3 separate regions of the Sus scrofa genome follow, and regions 2 and 3 are each linked to region 1. Evidence: chromatin contacts called from public Hi-C and HiChIP or PLAC-seq data. All regions are on one chromosome and are shown on one strand. The core of a region is the stretch at or near the end of the contact, and the rest is flanking DNA. Distances in the headings are between cores, read along the strand shown. Region 1 holds the start of FRY (protein furry homolog). Region 2 holds the start of BRCA2 (breast cancer type 2 susceptibility protein). Region 3 holds the start of N4BP2L2 (NEDD4-binding protein 2-like 2).

What was found. A called contact is a pair of places that touch in the nucleus more often than the background predicts. HiChIP or PLAC-seq counts read pairs in DNA pulled down with a chosen protein or histone mark.
Region 2: an H3K27ac HiChIP or PLAC-seq map of alveolar macrophages shows a contact between it and region 1. The contact joins the promoter of BRCA2 here to the promoter of FRY in region 1. A contact is called at or near these places in 2 of 5 promoter capture datasets (fetal skeletal muscle and liver), 2 of 47 Hi-C or Micro-C datasets (embryonic fibroblasts and fetal skeletal muscle) and 2 of 2 datasets of contacts at active chromatin or transcription factors (alveolar macrophages and skeletal muscle).
Region 3: a contact with region 1 is called in a Hi-C map of liver, with 4 times the contacts expected there. The contact joins the promoter of N4BP2L2 here to the promoter of FRY in region 1. A contact is called at or near these places in 3 of 47 Hi-C or Micro-C datasets (embryonic fibroblasts, heart right ventricle and liver) and 1 of 2 datasets of contacts at active chromatin or transcription factors (alveolar macrophages).

Annotation. Positions count from the first base shown.
Region 1 is chr11:8,517,069-8,520,414 of Sscrofa11.1, reverse strand. It overlaps FRY (protein furry homolog), which reads right to left and starts at 1,901. Exons shown (of 65, transcript XM_021065177.1): 1 at 1,499-1,901. The coding sequence starts at 1,568.
Region 2 is chr11:8,804,166-8,807,784 of Sscrofa11.1, reverse strand. BRCA2 (breast cancer type 2 susceptibility protein) reads right to left here and starts at 1,835. Exons shown (of 37, transcript XM_021065184.1): 1 at 1,679-1,835; 2 at 877-982. The coding sequence starts at 943. It overlaps ZAR1L (ZAR1-like protein), which reads left to right and starts at 1,909. Exons shown (of 4, transcript XM_021065181.1): 1 at 1,909-3,619. The coding sequence starts at 3,540.
Region 3 is chr11:8,995,831-8,999,188 of Sscrofa11.1, reverse strand. N4BP2L2 (NEDD4-binding protein 2-like 2) reads left to right here and starts at 1,379. Exons shown (of 13, transcript XM_021065179.1): 1 at 1,379-1,603.

The DNA.
Region 1 (3,346 bases), core at 652-3,151:
GACATTGATGGAGGAAAAGAATCTGGCCTTAACGCAGTCAACGTAATGATTGAAAACCACACACCGATGTCAAACTCAGAATGAGTCTTTCCAGATATTGGAAAACTGCTCCATAAAGAATCCTGTACATCCGATTCTTTTCATGAATCAGAGGGTGGAGAGACAAAGGAAGACTCATCCTGGAGGGCGAAGTATTAGACAAATAATGCATCTAAGATAAATGAATTATGGCTCCAACAAAGGAATGCTGTTGGGGTGACGGTGTCATTCCCAGATGGCTTCCCACTTGCAGAAACACAGCCTCAGACAAGCCCCCGAGTGTACACCGGGCTACAAAGTGACCTGGAAAAGATGGTTTCTATGGCTATCATTGAGAGATGCATATCCCCGAATACCTTCAGGCTGAAGGTACTTTGGCTCCATTCTCAAAGCAATTACGGCACAGGTTCTCCTGCCCAGGTTTTGTTTACATACGAACACTCTTGGCCGTGGGTCATTTGTGTAGGAGATAATTAAAATCACCAGCTCTTTGAGCACAGGTAGGTTAATTAGTATGCACAGGATACAACACAGTTTTTTTTTCCAGGAAAATGTTTTAAAATTTCAAACAATTAAGGATGTATAATACCTGCCCGCTGGTCTTTTATCTAAAGCAAGTACAAAAGATGATGGGTGAAATAGAGCAGACTTTGTTTTTCGACTATTCAGAAAATACAAGGCAGCAGTTGAGCACCTGAAGGCCTCATTGTAATTCTGATGCCTCGGAGGTTGTCTTTTTGAGAGACCTTACTGCTAAAATGTTAAGTAGGTCTGAAATGGAACTTCTGAAGTCATAACCTTCTGATATCCCAATAAATGATTTTATGGTCAACACCTCACTTGTTTATGTTTCAGAAAAGCACATTATTTGGACAATAACACACATCGGGATTTTTTTTAGAAATTCAAATATTATGATGGCATCCTCAGCATCATCCACATGGACAAGGGAGAGAGCAAATCAATCAGCAAATGCCTGTATTTTCAAAAAAAGATGAGTCAGGTTTTGGACTCTTAAATACTTTTTTTTCTTTAGACAATACCCTAATATAACAATTACGAAGTGCTGTGAAACCCTGCCACACCCCTCTGATTAAAGCACACTTCACAAAATACTTCCATAAAATCTGCACATATTAAATAAACACCAAGGCAGGAAATGCAGCCTGGAATGCCCCATCCTGCACTGGCCAGCGTCTGAAGGGCCATCTGACTCGAACATTTAATCAGACCAAATTTACTGTAATTCCACTGCAGCCTTTGCACTTCAGGAAAGCCAGTTCAGTCTCTGACATTTTGATTTTCACAGCAGATGGAAGCAGGCAAGGAAAAAAAAAAAAAAAAAAAAAAACCAACTTCCTCGGCTCCCAAGCATATGCGTCCAGTTGAGATTTTTATGTCTCGAACCTTATGCAACATCCAGCAAACAAACAAACAAAGGTTATTTTCTATTACTCACTATTACTCCAGGATTTCAGTAAATATTTGATACTGATCTCAAAGAAGCCGGAATCCTGCTGGCTGGCCATGTCGGCGGCATACAAAGAGGCGGCTCAGACTGGACTGGGAGCCGCTGGAGGAGCAGGTACCGGGCGTGGGGATGTGCCTGTCACAGGTTAGTGATGTAAGCGGGGTCAGCAGCGAGAGGAAGGCTCTGCAGATCTACCTCCGGCGCCGGCAGGGAGTCCTCATTTAAAGGACGCGGAGGAGCAGCAGAGAGATGCTCGGCCGCTCCTCCTCCTCCGGGTCCAGGACGGGCTTCTTATTTGCTGGGTGCCGATCGGAGCCCTGAGAGGCGGCCGCCGCCGCTGCTTTCATTTCTGGGCTGCCAGGACCTGCAACGCCCGCTGCCGGCCACGCACAGGCTCGGCGCCGGCAGGTGGGGACCGAGGAAGTCCCCACCTGCACCGGGATCCGTCCTCCCCGGGAGGGAGAAGGTTTCGCGGAGGCCTCCGGCCGCTCGGGCCGCCGCAGGGCTGAGGGCTGGGCTGGGCGCGCCTCCCCGCGCCCCGCAGTCTCAACCTGGGCCACCCTCGGCCCCTGCCTCGGGAGGAACTGCGGGGGGAATGGCCCAGCTCCCGCCGATCTGCAGAAACGCTCCTGGAGAGCCGGCCGTGCCGCACGGGCTGCGCTCCCCCCGCGGCTGCCCCTGGAATCCACACAACTGTGTCGCTGCAGTAAGGCGAGTGGCACCCTGGGTCTGGTTGCAGCGACGTTTTTGAAAAGCCCCATCGTCAGCCCCGTTGCAGTAGGAAAGCTTGCTAATAACACCAGGATATTGGCCTGGGCTTTTTCCTTTCCCATCACGGCGGAAGCTTCTTCCTCCCAGAAATGCTGTCATTTTTGAGGGGCACCCCCACCCTGGCGCGAGCACCCCAAGGGGACCGTACACTGTGCTTAGGCTTGTTTACCCAAGGCCAGGCTCCACAATGGATCTGCAAACCTGTCTTTTCTAAGAATCACAGAGCCCAATAAAGCTAATTCTTATTTGTATTAAAAAGCTAAGCAAAAGCATCATATTCCTTGCTGCACAAGGGGCTTTTGATTTCATGAAATCTTGATAGCAGGTGTCCTGATTTCAGTTAGCTTTGTTCCATGTTATTAGTTCGCTTGACCAGAGATTAAATAGGCCTAATTTTGACATGCTGCATTTGAGGAGGTGGGATTTAGCTAACCACTGCCGAGAACCATGAATCCTTCCCTTCCCCAGCACACTTATGATTAACATTTTCCAACGGGATTAATCAATTCCATTAATAATTTACAAAAAGTTTCACGCGCCCCTCCCCCACTCCAACATCTACACACAAACAGGACCTGCCAGACTAACATTTGAGAAATGGCAGGGAAAGTATGACACACTTTTTTTAAGATTAAATAAAAAAAAAAAATTCAACACCAAAGAATTTTTAGGACTATGCCCCGAAATGCCCCAAGACACTATCAGTGCAATGAGCCTTCCCAACTCTTTACACAAAAGGCGAGCACCCCACCACCGAGATTTCCAGCTCCACTCATAGCACCCTCTTCTCATCAAGTCTCCTCAGATTGACTTCTTTTTTACTTACATGCACACTAGAGCTGATGAGCTAATTTTGTTTTATCACGTGTACACTTGAATATAGGATTCCAGGTGACACAGGACCCCAAAGATTTACCAAAATGGCTATGACACCTGAAAACAAAGGCTAACATGCATGCCACCTTTTCTGGAGGCTCCCCCACCGTGGATGGCCCTAAATGAACAGGGAGGCTGCAGGGGGCCTGGGGTTAATGAGCACCAACATTCTCAAAACTCATCAGAACT
Region 2 (3,619 bases), core at 586-3,085, 290 kb before region 1:
TTCATACAATCCATGAATGATGTTACAACATGTATAAAAGATTTATTCAAGAGGCAAGAAACACTAACTGAATTTAATGTAACAAGAGTATGAAAAATTCATTACATGGTTTCAGATTCCACATTGTAACTTCTAAGAGGCTACTACTTAAGCTTTGGTGTAGTACCAAAGAAAAATACCCAAGAGTAACTGAAGACCATTAAAATACTCCTTTTTCTAACTACACTGCTGAGTGAGGTTGGGTTTTCTTCATACACTTCTTCCAAACAACATTGTAACAGATCAAACACAAAACGGGTCTAAGAATCCAGCCATCTTCTCCTGAGCCAGATACTGAAGGAGAATTGCAAAATGTTAAAATAATGTCACTCTTCTCCCGTTGGGGGAGTGGTTATTTTTCAAAAACATGTTATTCACATCAATATACAATGGGTTTATTTACTTATTATTAAGTTATAACTTTTTAAAAGTTCTTTTAAATTTCTAATATGTTCACCTATAATAAACAAAAGCTCTTGGTCCTCCATCATTTTTAGAGTGGAAGGAATACTGAGACCAATAAGTTTGGTCTCAGTATTCTGCTCTATGTTACCAATGCGTCTGATGTGGCTAAAAGTTTTCTGCTGAAAAAAAACAATTCTACTGCCAATCAAAGGGCCAGTCTCCTCTTTGTCCACTACAGGTTCTACACTTAACCATGTGGTTAAATGTAAATGATTATTTTCCTAACTGATTTGACTCTATATAAAGCACAGTTTATGGTGTAAACAAAAATGTGAAGTATTGGATTCTTTTCAGCAAGCAGCACAGTTAAATGTTTTTCTGAAAACATTTTTCTTAGTGTAATTGATCAATTTATATAAAATTTGTCAATACCTGCTTCGTTGCATCGCGTCTTAAAAATTTCAAAAAAAGTTGGTCTCTCTTTGCATCCAATCGGCATTTTTATCTACAATATGCCTCCGACGTTTGGTAAATGAGTCTGCAAAAGAGAACACCAAAATATACTTCACAGGATAGAGTCCTTGTTAAGTGACTCTGAGGTAAAATCGGAAGCGGGTAAACTTGCCTAAAATTACATTGTCTATTTACTTGGTCCCACTTTTGGGACAAGATTCAACGCAATGAAGGAAGATTCTATATCTGTGCCGTCTAATACGGCAGCCACTAGCCACATTAAGCATTTGAAATGTGTCAAGTATGACTTAAAATCAGAATTTTCAATAGTATTATCTCTCTTAAGTTAACTAGTCACGTGTGGCTAGTGGCGGCGCAGTTAGCAGGGGCTATGAGATAAACACCATTTCGCAATGCCCAATCAGTAAATCTTCGTAACACAGCAATTACCTGGGGACTAAGATACAGTGTGCCATAGGTTTTAAAACACTTTCCAAAAGAGCAAGATTCCGCTAAAATAACTTTATCCTATTTCCAATTAAGGAAATTTCGGATTGGGACTTCTGGGACTAGAGGCCCCCCCCCAGCTGGGCAATGGAGTTCCCGGGAAGGGGCGGGGCTCGAACCTCCGGCCCTGAGAGCAGGTCCCTCTCCGGCCTGCGAGGGGCTGGCGGGGTCCATCCCGGGCCGGAGGCCGCGGCTCCCACCCGGGCACGAGACGCGCTCCCCGCCGCCTGAGACCGCGGAAGCCTGGCCGGTCTCCACTCCTGCCAACACTAACCGCCTTCAGAGGTGCAGCTCTCTTTGGCCAGAGTAGGCTGACAAAACCCGCGCCGGCACTTCGATGAGGAATCTGACCCCAGACTCCTTTCCGCCGCCACCCACAGCCCCAAACAGCACCCAGGTCGCAGAGCCCCAGCAGCCCCGCCTCCGCCCACCGGGTTTCAGACGCTCGCGCCAAAAGCCGGCTCTCGGGACACGTGACGCGATGACGCCATGACGCGGCACGCAACGTGCGCGCCACCCGGAAGTCAGGCTCGGGCCGGGCCGCCGCAGCCGCTGCCTTTTATGGCCAAAGCCAATCATTGTTTAACTACCTGAGAGTCTGTACCCAGCGTTACTCTTCTGAGCCTTCAGAGTAGCAGGCCGCGCTGCTGGGAGGGACCGCGCGTCCCGTGTATACTCCCCGACTTCTTCCCCTTCTCTCCGCTACATCTACGTTTGGGTGCCCCCTCGGACAGGGCCTGGGGTCTTTGAAAAGTCTTTGTTCTAAGAGTGGGCGTCCCCCAAAGAGGCAGATGTTCGAAAACCCCACAGTGGTCCGTGGCTGTGGATGACTCCTTTTCCCGGCTGCCTGCTCCTCTAGGGTAGAAGGGGCTGCAGTTTAAAGCCAGAGGACATTAGTTCTAGTCCACAGGCAGCTGGTTTTCAAAACCTCTGAACCCGCTTCCCTGCTTAAAAAATTGTAAAACCCGCCTCAAGTCTCCTGCATTAAGTACTTCCCTGTGGGGGCTTCCGTAATATCCCTTGACATTCCTAGGGTACCAAGCACTGTTTTGTGCCCGACTTCCCTCCAACCGCCTGCAAGATATGCTTAGCACCAGGCTTAATTCAGGTTTATAGTATTACCTAGAAAACCTTCGGCTGGATTCTGGAGGTGAGAGCGGCTCATGGGCCTTGCTGCTTCCTGAAGGCTCTTAACAGTGCACAATGGAAGCAACCTTGGATTAGAAAAAGGGTGGCCTCTGCTTGGTTCCTTGGGTGTCATTTTAGTTTGATAATCCTTAGCTGTAGTAGGAAGTCTTACCAATACAGATAGGTACCACAGCTATGATCATCCAGGTCTAAATAGCAAAGAAACACAGGCGCTTGATCTTTACCCAATAACAGCTACCACATAGTGAACATCTGTGAGTTGTTCTGCTTTGTGCCTTATAAGAAATATCATGCTTAGTCTTATAATAATTTATAAATCACTGGGTATTTTCAGATGGGGAAATCGAATCATCTTAGTTTAAGTTGCCTGGTCAACAAAGACTGGGTTTCAGTTCAAGTGTGTGTGTGACTTCAGGTACTTAACTATCCTATTAAATCTGTATTTACCCTCAAGGTCAGAACAATTTGCTTCCCTCCTCACACCCTGTTTTGGGGGGGGGGGGCGAGGCAAGGGTCCTCATTGGAGTGTTTTAATGAGAACTGTTGGTATGTCATACAACCTTCCCAAATATATTTTTTTACCATAGCACTGCCCCCTCTCCCCATAACTTTATGCTCCTTGTTCCTGTGGTACCAGGTTTTTTACACTCATTAGCTGTGCATAGCATTCTTTCTTATACACACTCTTCTAGTGTGGCAGCTCAAATGATTTACTGCTTGAATTTGATCTATGGTATCTTTTAAAACAGGACCTCTAAAATGGGGAGTCCCTATGCGAATAACTAAATGAATTGCTAACTTAGGGCATGTGTGTGAATAAGAAGTTAAATGAAAAACAGCTTTGAAAAAAAGAATCGAAGAGACAGGGAAGAGCAATTAGAGATCGGCGGCAATTAGACCTCTGCAGGTAAGGAGATCACCTTCCTTCCCCCAATTACGGTAACAGGCAGCAGCACCCGGCCCGATCTGAAATAAATGAAGCTCGGATGAACCTGAATCAACTTGTGTGGAGAAAGAGGGGGCGGTTGAAGATGGAAGGTAAAATAAGGACGCAAACAAACTGCCC
Region 3 (3,358 bases), core at 130-2,629, 480 kb before region 1:
AAGGGGAATACATAAATTCACACTGATATTAAATAACTAAGAAGGGCTTTTTTTTTTTTGCTTTTTAGCATATGGAGGCATATGGAGGTTCTCAAGCTGGGGTCTCATCAGAGCTACAGCTGACAGCCTACCCACAGCCATAGCAACGTGGGATCTGAGCGGTGTCTGAGAGCAGCAAGGCCAGATCCTTAACCCACCCAGTGAGGCCAGGGATCAAACCCACAGCTTCATGGATGTTAGTCAGATTTGTTTCCACTGAGCTACTACGGTAACTCCCGGGCTTTTCTTATTAATAATCATACTCTTCATTACCATCAGGAATAATAAATGTGGAGGGCTTGAAGGAGTTGGGGGGAAATAATTATTTTGCAACTATCATTGTAAAGATCAGTTGTAGTAAGAATCATCAATGGAGGCAGAACCTTAATTAGAGTTTGATTAGGAACAGGATACTTGCTTGATCTCAAAACATCTTTTTTTTTTTTTTTTCCCCCAAGGGCCACACCTGAGGCATATGGAAATTCTCAGGCTGGGGTCTAATCAGAGCTGCAGCTGCCAGCCTAGCCACAGCCACAGCAAGGCAGATCCTGGGCGAGTGTGATACCTACACCATAGATCACTGCAATGCCGAATCCTTAACCCTCTGAGCGAGGCCAGGGATCTAACCTGTGTTCTCATGGATGCTAGCCAGATTCCTTTGCTCTGAGCCACAGCAGGGAACTCCTGTAGTTACTTATAATTTAACAAACGCTTACACAGCACATACTTTTATCAAGCGCTGTTCTTCTTTTTAAAAATTCAACGACTTTTATTATATTTATAGTTGTACAAGCAGCATCACAAACGAAGTCCTGTTTCAAGTGCTTTTAACAAACTGACTTTTTTTAAATGGGAAAACTCAGTAAATGGTCATTTCCCTAAACAAAACAAAATATAGTTATGACACGAGAGGTGATTTTCTCATAAGTACTTTTATCTGCTATCAACGCTCCGCTGTATTGATTCTTTTCTTCCTGAGAGAAACAGCCTACAATTACTGGTTTTTCGTAGAAAGGTCAGCAACCCTAGTTGACGAGACCATATATTAAGTTCTCTTTGAAAAAGCTTTGTTTCCCAAAAGCCTTAAAGCCCGCGCTGAGAGCATCTAATGTCTTTGTTTGGGCTGCCAGGCACCCAGTCTTTATTCCTTCAGGGATGAACCCGGACCAGGTCATCGCCTTTTTTAGCCGAAGTTGATGCTTCTAAACAAGTAACCGGCTGCAACCTAAGAACTAGTTCCGGTCTACGTTTGTTGCCATTGGCGCGAATTTGAAGCAATGGATTCTGGGAGACTATGAGGTTGCCAGGCTGGACACGAAGGCCGGACTTCGATTCCCACAATGCCTGGCGCGACTCCGTAATCCCTTCCGGGGTAACCGTGAGGTGGCCGACATCTTGCTTACGGAGGTGCGGCTTGTTGCTCCTCTCCTGAGGGCCGGGTTTTTAGTCGCTCCGGGTTTCAGGTTTGGGCCGTCTCCCCGCGCTTCTTTCACCTGAGATGTTCGTGTGTTTCTAGAAGAAGACTTCATTGGGAAGTAAAGGTCAATGCAGAGCTGTGTGTAAGGTGAGTAAACATCCCATTTTAAGCGAGGTGGGGTTGTGGTGATGATGTTCTTCGTATTCTTCCATTGGCGACTTGGGTTTAAGCCGGCGCTTGACTGAACCTTTTAGGTTGGCTGTAAAGGTCGAAGCCGGGAGTGAACCTTTCCGCCTCGGAGCTCTTTTAAATTCCCGGACAGAATCCCAACATGCCTCCTTTGGGGCAGAGAAAGTGCGTGACGCACTTTGCCTGGGGCTGCCCTGTGTGGAGGTCAGGAGGCCTTAGGTTCAGGTTTGTATAGGGGTTTAGTCTCTGAACCCCCTGCGCGTATTTAAGGCCCCGGGCATGGGATCAAATTCTAGCCACAGCTGAGACCTACGCCTTAGCTGGGCAACGCCGGATCCTTAACCCACTGGCAGGACTCGAACCTGCCCCGCCACAGAGACAACGCTGGATCATTAACCCGGTAGGGCACAGGGAGACTCCCTAAGCTCCTCTATTCATACAGCCTCCTTGCTTTTTCTTGGGGCTTATGCTGTTCGTAATGAGGAAATGAGAAGCTGGGAGGAGGCTGTTTCCGGACCGACGGCATTCTTCACAGGTTTACCTTCTTTCCGCTTCTCTAGAGCGTAGCTGTATCATTCTAGTTCGTCTCTTTGCCCTTTTTTTTTTCTCGTGCTAGAGAAGGAAGACCAGAGCGGGCAGAATGAAGAGGTTGTGAATAAAACAGGCTTTAAGGTTGCACTCTTGAGAGTGCCTGAGGAATTTCAAGGGAAGCTTCTTATCGCAAGTTGGGCAGCGAGGCCAAGTAAACCGAAGCGTTCGAGCTTGCAGGAGAGAAAAGCTTATTGCAAGCTATGCAAGGAGACGGGTAGCTTGTGTCCCCCCAAAATCCGAACTCCCAGAACCCCAAATTGTAAAGCCTTTAAAAAGCCAAATGAAGTTGGGGGGTGGGTAAGCGATCAGCTCGTGCACAACTCTCTGATTGGTTAATGGTGAGGTAACTGGGCGGAGTCACAAGGGTTACTTTTATCAGTCCTTAGATGTCAGTAGGTCCATACTCGTGATCATCAAGTAGTTAATTTCTTCCATCTGGTGATAGTTTTAGCATCTGTAAAACAACTCAGGAAATACACATCAGACGATGTCATCTGGGTACTTCAGAGAGGAGCTAAAACAGAGGTTATGGGGAAGGGCTAGCCCCAGGAAGACCCCCCCAGGGTCCTGCTCAATTATAAGCAGAATTTATGTTTAAGATAGACCAACCAACTGGAAAAAATGAGGGCTTTGGTTTTGGGAGTTGTCAGATTTCTTTTTAAACATATTGACATACTGGCGTCAATCTCAGAACAACTTATTTACTTATTTTTTTCTTTATAAAGTTAATGCAACATATCTGAGACAGACTGGGACCTGGGACCCTTTGCTGCCATGCTTGCACCTGGACAAATATCTCCTCAAGCAATAAAGAACTGAAAATAACTGCGTGCATGTTCAGTTGGGGCAAATTATGGACAAGATACAAAAAGATAAAAAATCCAGCTGTTGCTTGGGAACAAAACAGGGTCCTGGGAGCAAATGCAGGGGACTGCACATGCACTCTGCACACAACACCACCAAAGGGGTGGGCAGACCACCCAAATTAGCCCTTTGGCCTGACCCCTGGACCTGCCCCTACCCTCACCCCTTGTAAGAAACCACTCTCCCTCACCGAGCAAGCAAGGGAACTTGTTACTTGTTTTCACGCCCCTCTGCTGCAATGAGGACCCCCCAGATAAA